Regions from separate parts of the Mus musculus genome. Here region 1 is linked to region 2. Evidence: chromatin contacts called from public Hi-C data. All regions are on one chromosome and are shown on one strand. Each heading gives the region's core, a stretch centred on a gene start, on an enhancer-like site or on the middle of the called end of the contact. The rest is flanking DNA. Distances are from core to core; before and after follow the strand shown.

The links. A called contact is a pair of places that touch in the nucleus more often than the background predicts.
Region 1: a contact with region 2 is called in a Hi-C map of cerebral cortex, with 2.6 times the contacts expected there. The contact joins two enhancer-like sites. A contact is called at or near these places in 4 of 484 Hi-C or Micro-C datasets (bone marrow-derived macrophages, cerebral cortex, embryonic fibroblasts and 1 more) and 1 of 115 datasets of contacts at active chromatin or transcription factors (T-cell acute lymphoblastic leukemia).

The regions. Positions count from the first base shown.
Region 1 is chr4:46,926,877-46,929,576 of GRCm38.p6, forward strand. The region is part of intron 1 of Gabbr2 (gamma-aminobutyric acid (GABA) B receptor, 2); the gene reads right to left. Among named protein-coding and RNA genes, the nearest start is that of Gm32135, 46 kb to the left of the region's middle. Within about 2 kb of position 1,410, at least 10 of the 459 cell types and tissues checked have an H3K27ac peak or open chromatin away from gene starts, as enhancers often do. A contact at or near this core is called in cerebral cortex, where this site is marked.
Region 2 is chr4:46,746,074-46,748,773 of GRCm38.p6, forward strand. All of the region lies in intron 8 of Gabbr2 (gamma-aminobutyric acid (GABA) B receptor, 2), which reads right to left. Among named protein-coding and RNA genes, the nearest start is that of Tbc1d2, 97 kb to the left of the region's middle. Within about 2 kb of position 1,263, at least 33 of the 459 cell types and tissues checked have an H3K27ac peak or open chromatin away from gene starts, as enhancers often do. A contact at or near this core is called in cerebral cortex, where this site is marked.

The sequences.
Region 1 (2,700 bases), core at 160-2,659, 180 kb after region 2:
CAAGCTCCATCCGCTGTTTGACTGTGGGTGAGTAGAGCCTCTCAGAAGACAACAAATTCTTGTCACTTTTAATATTCTTTCTTTGTAGTGTTGGATCTATTAAGATACCTAAGGAAAATGGCAAAGCAGGGTCTGGGAATCTGGATTCGGGCCGAGAACATCACTTGATTGGTTAAGTTCTTGCCTCACATAGAGCATGAGTTTGGATGCCTAGATGCAGTAGCTTGTGTATGTAATCACGGTTCTCCCACTGAGACATGGGGGGGTGGCTGAGGCAGGAGGGGCTCTGTAGGCATAAGGGACAGAGGGACAGTCAGCTGGACATATGCAGTGGAAAAGAACAAAGAGACTGTCTCAGGCAAGGTGGAAAGTGAGAGCCAACACCTGAGGAAATCACAACTCCACAAGCATGCATGCATGTACACATGCATGTGTGTGCACACACACACATGTACATGCACACACACACACACACACATACACACACACACACACACACACATATTACATTTGTAAGGTAGAGAGATAACTGTTAAGAACAGCTAGCAATCTTCCAGGAGACCCGAGTTCAGTCTCCAGAATCCACACTGACTGGTACAAACACTCACACACACACACTACATGATGATTTATGTAATCATCCCAACACCCATGCTTTAAAAATGATTTTAGTCAATCCAGGTTCAGCCCTGACTGTGGACCCCTTGGAAGGACAGTTGGCTTCCTCAGTCCAACTGTCCTGCTCTCTCAGATGAGGTTGAACATGCTATCCTGTAAGGTTGCTCTTAGGATCATGGTCTCTAATGCAGACACTCACCTTAATACTGCCTGAGCACCCACTGTGTGCTTCCTGTCATTTATTCCCCATAGTGAGGATACAAGCAATTGGGGAACAGACAGCAACCCCTGTCTTTAAAAAACTCAGCTTCTGAAAGAAGTTAGCTAACAAGTCTATTAATACTGATAACACTACCCAGAGTCAGGACAACGCTACAATTCATAGTTGCCATCAACGGAACCCGGCCATCTTTCGGTTACCAAAAACATATTTCGATTTAAAAATAGTTGCATTCTCTAACTCATCTAACTCCCTTCCTAAGATGGATCTCAATTACAGTTCTTGAAGCTGCTGTGCAGTGCAGGGTTACATCATCACACCAAAGACTTCCTATGACATTTGAATCTAATTCAAGAAAAAAAAAAAAAGATCTGATTTCAGCAGCTTTTAGTCCAGACTTTAGAAAAATTAATTATGCATGCATTCAAGTTGCAATGAGCAAACTTGATAATTTAGGCAGTTTAGCAATTGGGTTGAAATTGTATCGCTAATTTAAAGTCCTCTGCACCACTGGCTTCAGATACAAGGTTATGAAGCAGAATTAGCCTGGACCAGAACAGTGACTCAGCATGAGCAGTCCCGGCTGCCTTGACTGATTTTTAGGAACAGAGAAGAGAAGGCTCCTGGCTGAGCCCAGATGGCGATCACTAGGGTGCACCAGGGCTGCAAGTGAGCCTGCCTGAGTCATTTCTGCCCCCAACCCAACAAAAGCCACAGTGCCCTCTTCACAACCCTGGGAGAGGAATCACAATAAATGAAGCTTTGGGGCTTTAGGGACCTTTCTTAGCCTCTCTCAGGCTCCTTATCTGCAAAGCAAATGTGGCCACAGTACCTTCCCAGTATCTGGGAAGTTGAGTTAAAATATGTCAAATGTCTGGTACACAGGAAGTGCTCAATAAATGCAGCTTCTTGGCATATTTGATGTGGTGGTTTTCATATGTGACACAAACCCTTAGTAGCTTTTCTCCTTGACAAGAGAGGCCATGATAAGGTCCATTGGCTTTGAGTGCCCCAGCCTAGCCTGCCTATGTTCTGCCTGGAATTCCAATCCAAGGAGCTCTAGGTATAACAAAATGGTTGTTGGTTTCTGTCATTAAGTTTGGAATGGCTTGTTACATACAGTCAGTGCCTGGAACACTCAGCAGGTGCACTCATCCCTTCTACACTCCTTGGGCCTTCTTTGAGCAAGTCAATGCAATGGGTACAAAGGGAGCCTCGAGAGTGCCTTCCTATTTATATCTGTGCCAGCACGTGGCTATAAACAGCAGTGTGTCTGTGGGCGCAGGAAGGGCCCAGCTTGCTCTGCTCTCCTACCCAGGCTGTCAGTACCCCAGTCACCGGCAGCTTTGAGCTACCCATGCAAAGCAAACTGGCTTGAGACACTCCCAAGAATTTAGCACGGCTCTAGGAAGCCAGTATGAGCTGACTTCAGAGCATCACAGAAAACCACATTCTAGGTAAGAAAATTGCTAAGAAAGATGTATAGCTCTGGGTGGGAGGCGGTGGGGACTATTTAAGTCCCAAACTCCCAATGATCTTCTCCGGAAAATAAGGGACAACAATAAATAGCACACAGCCAGGACATAACAAGGCTTCCAGAGCTGCTGATAGCCTCCAGCGACGGACCCAGGAGAGAGGAGTAAAGTGAGGCCAGGCACTATTTGTTGGAAACATCATGGAGACAGGAGGAGCTGATGACTTGGTGGAGGTGAAGCCCATCCCAGATCACCTTAGACTGAAGAGGTGCAAGACTACCCCCAAGTAAGAAAGCAGTGAAGGCAGAGAGCTTGCCTCAGGCTTGGGTTTGATGGGAGAGAGATGGGAGCCAGGCCTGGATACCTGATGCTGAGACAGAGGGCAGA
Region 2 (2,700 bases), core at 13-2,512:
TTCATTGGGTGAGGGGATAAGTGAGGGGAATAGGGGATGAGCAAGCCAAAAGGTCTTTCCTTGAGACAGTGGCATCAATATCCTGTCAAATGAGGAGTGTGAGGCAAGGCCAGCCACACTTCCGGTCATTGTAGAGAATGGCTAGGGGAGAAGGTACCACCAGCTGACATGGCCCTTCTCTATGCCAGTCACTGAGCAAGACACTCGACACTATCATGCCCTGAATACTCAGTCACTTTCAAAGCAAGGGGCAAGGTTATCCTTCATAACACTATATATATGTATATATATATATATATATATATATATATATATATATATATATATGAGAGAGAGAGAGAGAGAGAGAGCTCTAAAATGAAATTTCAGAGTGATTAAGCTACTCTGCCTGGCAAGTACTGATACTTTTCACATGAGGGGGGGTGAGCTCCTCATCGCTGGAGGCATTCAAGCAGAGGCCTGGAGAGTCAGGGCTTCTGTAACACAGAGTCTGCTACTCTATGGAGTACAATGTCTACTAAGTAATTCTGTCTTCTGGGCCTCCTTACTTGAGGGCATTCCCCCTGGATGGTGGATGGCGAGGGCTAGCAGGTCTTCAGGCTGGGAACAACACCCTGGTCCCAACAAGCCCACCTTCATCAGTGTCATTCTGTGCCTGCTGACCCATAGCCCTGCTACAGTGCGCTAAAGTTCTGGGGACTCCATCTCTAGTCTTAAAAAGCCAGTGTTTGAGTCCACTGAGCCAGCCTTTCAGACCCTGGCTCATGGAGGGCGCTGCAGTGTGTCAGGAAACAGGAAAGGACATTTAAAAATCAGCCTCAGGAGTCTCTCTAATCAGGGCCAAACTGTCCTAAAAGTTCCCTAGTAGGTTCTGGGAAGTGTCTTCCCGCTGTTATGGCTCTGACATTTGGCCAGAGAGATTGTGAAGTCCCCAGGGCCAGGCACTGTATCTTACTCAACTTGTGCTTCCCTGGAGGGCTCAGCAAAGCAGCAGGCAGATGAAGGGAGAAACCGGTTCAGCATCTGTTCCGTGGGGGTGATGAGGCTATGCATGGAGAGGCGGAGCCTCCACCTCGGGAGGTACAATCTGAATGACAATTATGGCATTAAAAGCCTGCAAGACCCCGGTCCCTTCAGATCAGGTGTGCAGACACCAGCCCCGAGGCTGTCCTTTATATCTCAAGGAAGCCACTATCAGTCAGCCTCACAAACAGGCCTAATGAAGGCAGGCTGCCTGGAGCAGATGCTGGGCTTTCTATGAGAGCGCCAAACAAGGCCTAATCATGCACGCTCTGCTCGGCTTCCTCCCCGCTACAGATTCCCAGTGCTGTTTAGAAGAGGCAGTCACAGGGAATCTTTTTTTCCCTTAAAGGGGAAGAAGAAGTTACTCCTCCAATATTCATCTCCATCCACACAGGGCTCAGGAGACGGCAGAGTGGATGGGGGAGGAGCAGGGAACAGGTAGACTTGGAACTGGGCATGACCAGGATGGGCGGCAAGGCTGCCCCTGCCTCCACCTGCCATCCAGGGTGCGGAGCTTACGGCCCACCAGAGAAGGGCAGATACACATAAGCTATGTGCAGGAGGTCCTAGGATCTAGTGATGGGGGCATGGCCTTTGGGGTAGGGAGGGACCAGGGCCAGTACAGGGACATGAATGGACAGTAGGTGTCTATGTGGGCAGCCGAGGAGGGTATGGCCTCCGGGGATACAAATCAGCATTCTTTGGAGGTATTTCTTCCAGAGTGAAGGATGCTGGCTATTTGCACCTATGCATTATCATGGCTCTGGGTTGATCCCAGCAATGGAAGCATTAACCTACTGGTCCCGCACCTGCTGCCTGACTTGATGTGGGCAGGATCACAAACCTGACTTATGTTGGCTTATGTTGGCTCGGGCTGACCTGTGAGTTTGGCGATGCTAAACCCGCAGTTGCTAGAGTTGATGTCTAAACTTAACATATGAAAAAGAGCCGGGTAATAAAGACAGCAGGCACCCTGCGATCAAGTAATCCATATTTTACAAAGCACTCTGCTCCAGGTGATATAATTTGAGAACTTAGAACATGACAAAAGGATTTAGTTGGTATCGTTCGAAGAACAAGCATATTTGCTAGGATGCTTACTTTGCTCAGCCAATAAAGAAGACTCAACAAATGGGAAAATAATTACATTTGCCTATGATAACACCTTTTGTGCCTGCCAGGGAGCTGACGTGTGTTTCAATTACCCGCCAAGGTAGGATGAATGAATAAACGACACGCTCCCACTAGGAGGGGGCAGCCGGAGATGCACCTCTCTAGATTGATCCGGTGCCTGGTGGGGTCCGCTCAAATGGATCTGAAGAGCTTGCCTCAATTCTGGCTTTCTCTGGAATGACTCTTGGATCTATTCAAAGCAAAGGCCTCCTTCTCTCGTCAAGAAGCCAAGAAGCAGTCCTCTTACAAATGGTCCCTCCAGTGGGGCGGGCTAACCACAATTATAACGACCACACTGAGCCAAACTGAGGCAACTCTCCCAGGGAGTGTCCAGCTCTGCCCATACCCCCTCCCCCTTTATGCTCTGAGGACTACGACAAGTCACCATCCTTCTCTGAACTGTTTTCATGATACATGGAACGTGGTAGGGGTGGTTTCTGAGCTCCACCTTCACTCTAGCAACAGTAGCAGAAACCCCACTAAATGGACTAGTTCCTACAGAAC